Linked DNA regions of Ovis aries: region 1 is linked to region 2. The links are chromatin contacts, called in public Hi-C maps. All regions are on one chromosome and are shown on one strand. Each heading gives the region's core, a stretch centred on a gene start, on an enhancer-like site or on the middle of the called end of the contact. The rest is flanking DNA. Distances are from core to core; before and after follow the strand shown. Region 1 overlaps NAV1 (neuron navigator 1). Region 2 overlaps NAV1 (neuron navigator 1).

Evidence for each region. A called contact is a pair of places that touch in the nucleus more often than the background predicts.
Region 1: a contact with region 2 is called in a Hi-C map of hypothalamus, with 4 times the contacts expected there. The contact joins two enhancer-like sites. A contact is called at or near these places in 7 of 16 Hi-C or Micro-C datasets (blood, hypothalamus, liver and 2 more).

Annotation. Positions count from the first base shown.
Region 1 is chr12:80,189,875-80,194,309 of ARS-UI_Ramb_v3.0, reverse strand. The region is part of intron 1 of NAV1 (neuron navigator 1); the gene reads left to right. Among named protein-coding and RNA genes, the nearest start is that of NAV1, 20 kb to the left of the region's middle. Within about 2 kb of position 1,554, at least 10 of the 54 cell types and tissues checked have an H3K27ac peak or open chromatin away from gene starts, as enhancers often do. A contact at or near this core is called in hypothalamus, where this site is marked.
Region 2 is chr12:80,034,993-80,039,618 of ARS-UI_Ramb_v3.0, reverse strand. NAV1 (neuron navigator 1) reads left to right here. Exons shown (of 33, transcript XM_042229499.2): 16 at 319-342; 17 at 442-519; 18 at 2,923-3,006; 19 at 3,129-3,240. Among named protein-coding and RNA genes, the nearest start is that of IPO9, 23 kb to the right of the region's middle. Within about 2 kb of position 2,513, at least 14 of the 54 cell types and tissues checked have an H3K27ac peak or open chromatin away from gene starts, as enhancers often do. A contact at or near this core is called in hypothalamus, where this site is marked.

The DNA.
Region 1 (4,435 bases), core at 305-2,804, 160 kb before region 2:
CTCGCACGCAGCGGTCCCTTACCGGGCCCCAGGAGCTGGGCTGGAGCGGGCTCCGGGCTGCGGGGGCTGGTGGGGAGCAGGCGGCTGGGCCGGTCCTGCCCCGGTGCTCTGTCCGGGGTCTTGTCTGTAAGGCGGCCGGGGCCCAGGGAGGAGGTGGGCTCTGGGGCCCTGACCGTCGTCTGGACCCTGGACCCCTGTGCCTGGTGACCGCAGCCCGTAGGCTCTGTCGCGTCGGCCTCCTTTTCTGAAAAACGGGTGAAGGCTGCGCGGGTGCTGGGCGGTCAGGGAGGTGGCGCGTGGGCCTCATGAGCAGTGTTTGCCGGGACGGGCCGCCTGGGCCCTCGACTCAGCTGCCCTGACCCGTGGGGAGTGGCCACCCTGTTCAGAGGTGACAGGCTGGGCAGAGGGCAGCACAGGGGAGCTGCCCTGGGCTTGCTCTTGAGGAAACAGGCAGGAAATGTGACCCGGAGGAACCCCACGGAGAAGCTCGGATGGCAGAGGGCTGCCAGCTCACCCCACGAGAGGCCTCTGCCCGGTGTGGTTTCCTGGGGCAGCCGGGCTGGGCGGGGGTGGGCACAAAGGCGCAGCCTGGGGTCGAAGGACCCCAGCAGATCCCGCAGGTGCGAGGGTGTAGCGGGGTGACCCCTGGACCCGCACACCTGAGGCTGGTGGAATCGGATGCCTGGGGCATGTGCTCTGGGCCTAAACCACCCCCTTCCCGACTTCTCTGAGCCTCCGTTTCCTCTTCTGCAAGGTGAGGGCACGATTCCTGTTTGAAGGGGTGCCTGAGGTTAGGGGGTAGGACCACGGGGGCCCCGCAGGCCGCCCACCCACGGGGCCAGGCTGAGCACGGGCTCTGGGGGTATCTCCCCGGGTCCGGGCCGAGATCAGGGCTCCCCCTGCCCCCGCCCCTCCCCACCTCTCACGGGGGCAGGGGGGCGCGTCCCCGGGGGCTGACCCTGCCCGCTGGGTGGCTCCCCACCCGCCCTGCACCCCCATCGCCCCCGGCTCTGTAGGTCGGGGCCCTGGGGGACCACCAGGCTCAGGCCCTGCGTGGCGGGGCGTGCTTCTCAGGGGCTCCTCGCTGGGCAGCTTCTGAGGAACCTTTCCTCCATTTCTGAGCACCGGCAGGGCCCCGGGCCCTCCCCTCACCGCCCTCTGTCTCTGAAACCGGGAAAGAGGCTCTGCTGTGAGGGGTCTGTGTGACTGGATCGGGTCCCCTTGGATCACCCGGGGTCATCCCTGGTCCGAAACCCGACCACATCTGCCAAAGCCCTCATGTCGGGGCGGGGGACATGCTCATAGACAGGTGTCAAGCGTCAGGGAATCTTGGGGTCCTGGCCCCTGGCGGGCGGTGGTGGTCCCCCTCTCAGAGTGAGGCCGAGGGGTGCGTGAGCAGGGCCGTGGGGCCGGGGCGCGGTGGGTGCCTGGCTGCAGCTCGTCGCCCTGTGGTGCCCGGCGCCCGCACCCTCACGGGTCTCGGCAGCCCCAGCGCCGGGCCGGGGAGACACACAATGCGGCCTTGTGCTGTGTGGGGGCGGCTGCCAGCCGCGGGCACGGGGCCTGGCGCGCTCTCCCGGGGACGTGGCGTCCGCCCAGACCGCGGGGGAACAGGAGGGCCCCTTCTCCAGGCGGGCCCCGCGGGAACTGAAGCCCCTCTGTGGGGAAGAATCCCTCTCTTGTGAGCAGCTCTGTGGTTTGCAGAGCGTTTCACAATCGTTTTTACTAGCGGAGCCCCTGGGACCCGAGCACGATGGGGGCTGTGCCCACCCCCGCCTTCACGGTGCCCGCGGTCAGGCTGGACCCGCAGCCCCGGGGTGGGGAGAGTGAGGCCATCAGTCACCAAGGGCGCCAGACCCTCCCCCGCCCCCAGTTCAGCGAACTGAGCCCAGAGTCAGCACCGGCGCCCCGTGGCCCCTGCAGACGTCCCTCTGAAAGATCAGCAGGAAACGCTGCCTTCCCACCCTCAGCTTCTCGTGGTCCTTCTCACAGGCCCTGACCCCGCCCCGCCCCCTGGCTCGGGGGGGTTCCCCCCACCCCTGCCACCGTCCCCACCCCCAGCAAACCCAGGGTCTGACAGCTTCACCCTGTTCTCTGAGGACCCTCGCCTCGCCGCAGGGAGCACCAGCAGCTGCGTCCTCACCCGGCTCACACTGGAGACCCGGGCCAGGCCCACCGCCTCCAGGAAGCCCACTGCACCCTCCCCTTGGGCCCCTCCAGCCCCCGAGCGCCCAGGGATGCTGCTCAGAGCTCACGGCTTCGCACCCCAGCTTGGCCCTTCAGCTGCGCTGCAGCCTAGGGGGTTGTCCCAGCGACCCAGCGGCCTGCCCCTCGCCCATCCAGGCACTTGTCCCCCAGGGCTCTCTCCCTGCCCACCGCAGACCCCCAGGGACCCCGCTTCCCTTGGGAGTCAACCGTGTGGTGCCAAGACTCCTCGCCATGGGCCCTTCCCCCGAGTTCTAACAGTGCTCTCCTCCCGGTTGGCAGAGCCCGGATGGGCAGTAGCACACCTGAACAGCCTCCCTGCCCCCAGGGGGGACTCTCAGCTCCCTGCTGCTGTCTTCTCTTTCTGGGAGAGCTCCTCTCTCACTTCAGGTATATGCCCTGCCTACCGTTTTGTGTTTTTGCTTTTTGCTTAACGTTTGCTCAGGCGTTTTCCATCTCAATCAAAGCTCTGAACACACCCTTTTGCACGCTCTTCCTGTGTTTTGCACGCTCTTCCTGTGGGTGTTCTGCAGCTCGCTCACCTGCCCGTGGTCCCAGACCACCTGGCGCTGGCGTCAGTGGTCAGTGCCGCACCCCCAGCCACCGGAAGACAGGAGGTGACCAGCTGCCCTTCCCAGGATGCTGATTACGATCTTGAACCGGGCGGAGTTTGGAAATCAGTGTCCGGGCCTCCCCACCCTTCCCTTCCTGCCGGTCACACGGGAAGCTGCCGGCCACGGGGGCTCACGGGCACCGCACACTACGAGTGGGGAGGCAGCCCCTGGGGGGACAGGGGGGTTTCTCTGTAGGCTCTCTGGTGGGGCATCCCAGACCTGAGCCACCAGAGGGGCACCGACGGGTGAACGGGGCTCGTAGCCTGCTCAGGGGAGAGGGGCCTCCATCACAGGGACAGGGGGCCAGCCACCACTCTGCTCTGCCGCTGCGGGGCTCAGAGACGGGTCTCAGGGTACATCCTGCTTCAGCCGGCAGTCAGGGGCGCCTGCGTGTGCAGACAGTGCCGATGAGCCCTGGGCCGTCAGAGGAGGCACTGCGGTCCCACAGAGAGCAGGGGCGATAGGTCTGGAGGGCGTGCGGGGGCGGCTGCTGCGGGCCCCTCGCCTCCTCCACGCTGAGCCCCCGGTGCGGCCACGTCCTGGGGCAGCGCTTCTTGTCCCGGGTTGGCAGGTCTCGTGGGGAGACCTGGGCTGTTGACTCAGCACCAGCTCCCGCCGCATCCTAAGGCTGCGGCGCTGACCCTCCCTGAGCGGCTCTGTGTCTGTCCCTCCTGGGATGTGCGCGGGGGCGGGTCCGGCCGTCCGTGCCCCGCAGCTCCTGGGAGGGTCTCCGTGCCGCGCGCACACGCAGGGCCCCGAACGCGCCCGCTGCTTGCGGGGCGGGGCGGGGCGGACTTGGGCTGCCTGAGGACTGCCGCTGGGCGTGCGGTTGCACCTCCTCGGGCCTCAGTTTCCTCACGTGTAAGCAGGGATGTTGATCACCCCGTGAAGTTGTTAGGACTCGGCGAGGTAATGCAAGCAACACCCGGTGCACGGGGCCTGCCCAGGGGGTGCTCGGGGAGGGGGCGGGGCTCCACTGGGGGCCTCCCATCCCTGGGGTCTCTCTGTTCTGACAGCCCGGAAGTCTCGGGGGGGCTCTAGGTCACTGCCTTGAATTGGGGGGGGCGAGGCCCCACAGCTGTGCAGGGCGGGCCCCCTCAGCCCCCTCGCCCAGCTGCTTCCTGTGAGCAGGACCCCCGGAGAAGCGCGTTTCCTCCCTGTGCCAGGCACACCAAGCCGTCCGCTCCCCCTGCTGCCGGCAGCTCGGTGAGGCCCCGTCTCAGCCCTGAGGACAGGCAGCAGTGGGGGGGTCAGGCCGCAGGGAGAACCCCTCTGATGCCTGGGCCGGCCCTGGTGGGGGGCTGGGCTCTGTGAAGGAGTCCGTGTCCACAACTAACATCACCTTCTGTTCTTGAAGCAAACGATTCCAGGGAGCTTGAAGCCCCAGGGACACTCGAGGGTGTCCAGGCCTGGCCCTTGTCTTCACTTCCGAGGTGGTTGAAGAGAACCCTCTGTGATCTGAGGCCTGTGAGGCGTTCTAGATTCCCAGGGGTGTGTCTGCGTTTAAATAGTTATTTAAAAGGAGACGGGGTCTGAATGCAGTCTGTGAGCCTGGACGGGGTCTTTTTACTACAAAGAGCCCTGCAGACGGTGACCAAGCTCGAAGAGAATACGAG
Region 2 (4,626 bases), core at 1,264-3,763:
AGAGGGTGCCCTGGTTTCGGGTTCTGTGTCAGGGAGGGCGGGTGGGCAGCTCCGGCGCCCAGGACCCTCGGGGTGTGTGGAGACGGCAGCTCCTGGTGGGGCCGGGCCGTCCTGTGATCGGGGGAGACGAGGTCAGCCTTCAGGCCAGCTCCCTCTGGGCCCCCGGGGGACGCGGCTCTGGCAGGAGGCTAAACGCTGGTCTGGGGTCTGAGCCTGCAAGGGCCCTGGTGCCCCGCGTCCCGCTGCCGCGCGTCTGTGCGCTCTCTCCTCCGTGTAACCGCCTCCTCTCTCTCCCCCGCTTCTGGGCTCCTTCTCCAGGCTGAGGAGAGGATGCAGTCTGAGGTAGGGTCCCCGCCTCTGCCTTTTAACACCCCGCACCCCCTCCTCCCCCGCCTCCCACCCCTTCTGCCACCGTGAGTGTGCCTTTCTCTCCCTCCACAGCAAATCCGAAAGCTTCGCAGGGAACTGGAGTCATCCCAGGAGAAAGTGGCCACCTTGACCTCTCAGCTCTCGGCCAACGTGAGTGCCCAGAGGTGGGCCCAGAGAGGGGCAGCTGTGTGGGCCCCAGTTGGACAAGTCCATCTGAAGAGGTCTCCCCGGGTGTCCCCTGGGCTTCAGTTACATAGGCGCAGAGGACTGAGGGCTGGCTTCTCCTCCCCCGAGTCTGTGGGTTTCTAAACAGCCACTTCGCCCCCATCTCAATTCACGGGCGTGGACGAGTGGCCGTGTGATGCCTGTGAACTCGCTGGAGAAAGGATTGTATCAGTGGCTGTGTGTACAGGAGGAAGCAGCCTTGCTTGGGCAACGGTGGTTAGTCGTGGGTCAAAATTAACAGGCTCCCGGGAGCCCTCTGCCCCGTCTGGGGCATGGCCTGTCTGTTCACACCTTGTCCTGCACCGCCCCAGGCTGGGCGCTGGAGCTCCAGCTGGCGAGGCTTTAGGAGCCAGCCCCTGCCCGCGGCCACAGTGGCCTCAGCTCTTCAGGACATGAGCTTCGCTGGGGACCCGCCTTCTCATCCCCTCCCTCAGCCTGCCAGAGTCGGCCCATTTAGACCGTCTCTCGTGGCCTCGGTTTCTCCACCCCGCACGATGGGGAGAAACAGCTGCCCCGAGCAAGGCCGCGGCAGCGTCTCCCCAGCGGCCAAGCTGCAAACAGAAGACATAAGAGCCATTTTCCCCAAAAGCTGTAAACAACAGCTGAGCCGGGTCTCCGGAGCCTTCCAAGTATTTGCACAGAGCGGCCGTGTCTGCAGTTTCCGCTGGTTTCCTCTCTCCCCTTCCTCCCGGGGGAGCCCAGCTGTCCGGCCTTGGTCTCCCATGGAGCCGAGACTGCGCCGCGAGTCTGGGCGTCCCCAGCACGTCCCGGCGGCCGCATCCTGCCCGCACCCCGGCTCCGTTTCTTCCCTTCCCCAGGCTCCCAGTGGTCAGTGTTTGCTCACCAGCTTGTCTGCAGCCCGTGGCAGGCTTTTCCCCACAGCTGGGACACAGAATAGAGAGAGAAACAAGACCCGTCTTTCTACTTGGCCTGCGCCCCACGCCCACCAAGGCCATCACACCGCAGACCCGGGGAGTCCCTGTCTGGGGTCCCCAGGGGCAGAGAGTAGGAGCGCGTCTGACCCGTTGACCCTGCACCCCACCAGTGCCTCACTCTCCGGGGCGGGGGGCGAGCTGGGTCCGGACAGTGGACTTGGAGGGCGACTCTGAGAGCAGGACGTGCCCCTGGCTGAGAGCCACCTCTCCTGGGGATCAGAGGCAGCCTGGCCCCGAGGGTCGGAGCCCTGCCCTCAGTGCGAGCCCCGACCCCAGCGCTCTGGAAGGCCCTCGGTCCCGATTTCAGACCCTGGGCCCTGTTCCTGGGCCTCCCCAGCTACCCACGCTGGGCAGCCTGGACACCCTGCCCTGCCTCTCACCAGCCTTTCTCTGGGTTCCCAGCTGAGCTCTGGCCACTCTGGACCACCTAGTGGGCGGGGATGATGGGGAGGCGGGCGGCAGCACCCCCCAAGGAGAGGGAGCCCAAGACCAAAGAGGCTGGGGTGGGCCCCAGGAGCCAGGGTCTGAAGGCCTCTCATGAGGGGACCCGTGTCCACAGATGGGTGGGAAGGAAGACACCAAGCAAGAGGGGCCCCGGGGCCGGGAAGGCAGGAGTCCAGCACACAGGGGCACTGCTCCCTGGATCCGAGAGGCCTCCAGACTCCTCGAGGGCAGGGGCGAACCCTAGGGTTGACTCCCAGGGAGGCAGACGCCGGGCGACAGGGAGCAGGGGTCGATAGGAAGCAGGGGTTGCAGGCCTCAGAGCTCTTCGAGGGGCATCCCCCGCCCACCCCCAGCCCCCTCCCCATCGCAGTTGGCTTAGACGCCCCCCAAGGCTGGCCCTCTCCTCTGTGAGCTCCCACTTCCCGAGCCCCCCAGCTGGCAGAGCTGGAGCTCTGCCCTCCCGGCCTGACCCCCTCCTCTCTGCCTTGTGGGCCCCTCACCCCTCCCCGCCCTGCAGTCCTCTTGGGGACCCCTCGCTCCTGTGGAGCAGGCCTGACACCTAGCGGCCAGACGCGGAATTGCCCCGAGGGCCTTGAGCTGGATCTGTCGGAGGAAAGCGGGAGAACTGGAGCAGAGGCCCCGGGGCGCCTGGGTCCAGGCCGTTCTGGGGGGTGGCGGGCTCGGCGAGGAGTGACGCTGGGCAGAGCCAGGGCCCCAGAGGGGACGCCTCCCCGGGGGTGGGAACAGCCAGGCCTCTAGACGCCTCCAGAGACCTGCCGGACCGTGATGATGCCTGTGCCCCAAAGCATGTCTTCAGGCCAGAGTGGGAAGCAAGGTTTAAGGGCTGCCAGGAGGCTGGTTGGCACTGGTCCTCCCTGAGACCCCCAGAGTCAGCCAAGCCGCCCCCCATGCCCCGGCACCTGAGGCGTCCCGTGCCCATCTGTTTCAGGCCAACCTGGTGGCGGCCTTTGAGCAGAGCCTGGTGAGCATGACCTGCCGCCTGCGGCACCTGGCCGAGACCGCCGAGGAGAAGGTGAGGCCTCCCCAGCCCCAGCGCGCACCCGTCCTGCCCTCCCTGTCAGGCCTGCAGAGCGCGGGCCCAGCCCGCAGAGCAGGAGCCCCAGCCCACCTGACACCTCTCCTGTTCCTCCCTAGGACACTGAGCTGCTGGACTTACGGGAAACCATCGACTTCCTGAAGAAGAAGAACTCTGAGGCGCAGGCTGTCATTCAAGGGGCCCTCAGTGCCTCAGAGGCCACGCCCAAAGGTAGGCCCTCTGGCCAGAGGTGGGACCGGGCCAGAAGGAGGGTCACTGCAGGGCTTCTCTGTCTCCAGAATGTGCCGGCAACTTCCAGAAGGTGAGGGTCCTGACAGTGAGGAGTGGCGGGGACATGGCCCCACCACCCGAGGGACTCAGGGAGACCAGGGCTCCTCTCCCTGGACCCCAGATGACTGCCACAGACAGTTGTTGAAATAGCACTTCAAGTTTCAAACTCCAGATACCCCTGCTGTGCAGCCCAGCAGTCACTCTCCTTGGAATTTCCCCAAAGGAGCAGAAATATCACATCCCCACAAAAAGCTAGATGTGGGTGTTTACGGCAGCTTCTTTCACAGTCGCCAAAACTCAGGAGCAACCCAGCTGTCCTGCATGGACAAACGTATGGATAAACGGTGCTGTGGCCAGACGATGAGCTGTCGCTCAGCACTGAGTGCTCTAGCCGCACGGTGACAGCGACGGAGGAAACGTCCGTTACTCAGTGACAGAGCCCGTCGGGAAAGGCTGCGTGTTCTGTGATGCCGACTGCAGGGCGTTGTGGGAGAGACGAGACTCGGGCAGTGAAAGGGTGGGGCAGGGGGTGGGGGTGCCCAGGCCAGGGCGCAGCATCCGTAGGGCCGTGACGGCACTCTGGAGGACGTGGGGACGGGGGCGCAGGTCCTTGTCCATCTGTCTGAACCCCCAGAAGGTGGCGCTGAGTGGCCCCCAGTGTAGGCTGTGGGCTCTGAGTGCTGCTGAGACGCCAGGGCGGCGGCGGCGTCTGCAGAAGACGCAGCATGCGGTGGGGGTGCCCATCGGGTGTCCCTGCACGTGGGGGCAGGAGGTAGGGCAACTCTGCACCCTCTCAGTCTTGCTGGGAACCTGAAGCTGCTCTGAAGAGCTAGCGCTTTCCCTTGACAGCGTGTGTGCGTGCACAGACGTGTGTGTGACCGCCTTTGGCACTCAGTTCGGTTCTCTGAGGGGAAAGAAGCTACCCTTCGAGTGAGACGGAGATCACGTGGTTCTCAGCGCTCAACGGAGAGGTCAGCCTTAGTTTTAAGTGATTCTGTGAGTTTGAAACATTTCAGAAAAGCAAGTGAGAGGGAAAGAGAACGTGTTCGGCCGTCAGCAGGAGGAGCGGTGTCCATGCCTCCCACCGTTTCTCCTGTCTCCTCTGCCCAGCTTGGCCACAGACACAGCCAGCCTTTAGGAGCGTCTGCAGGACGCCAGGCCCCGCTCTGATCGCTGTGCTTACATTGGCTCATCTAGTCCAGACAGCAGCCCTGCAAAGTGCGCTCTGTAGTTCAGAGTAAGACCCGAGAAGGCAGGAGACTTGCTTGAACACGGCTCCTCAGCGACAGGTTGGGGCGCTGAGCCTAGTTCTCCAAGTAGCCTGAC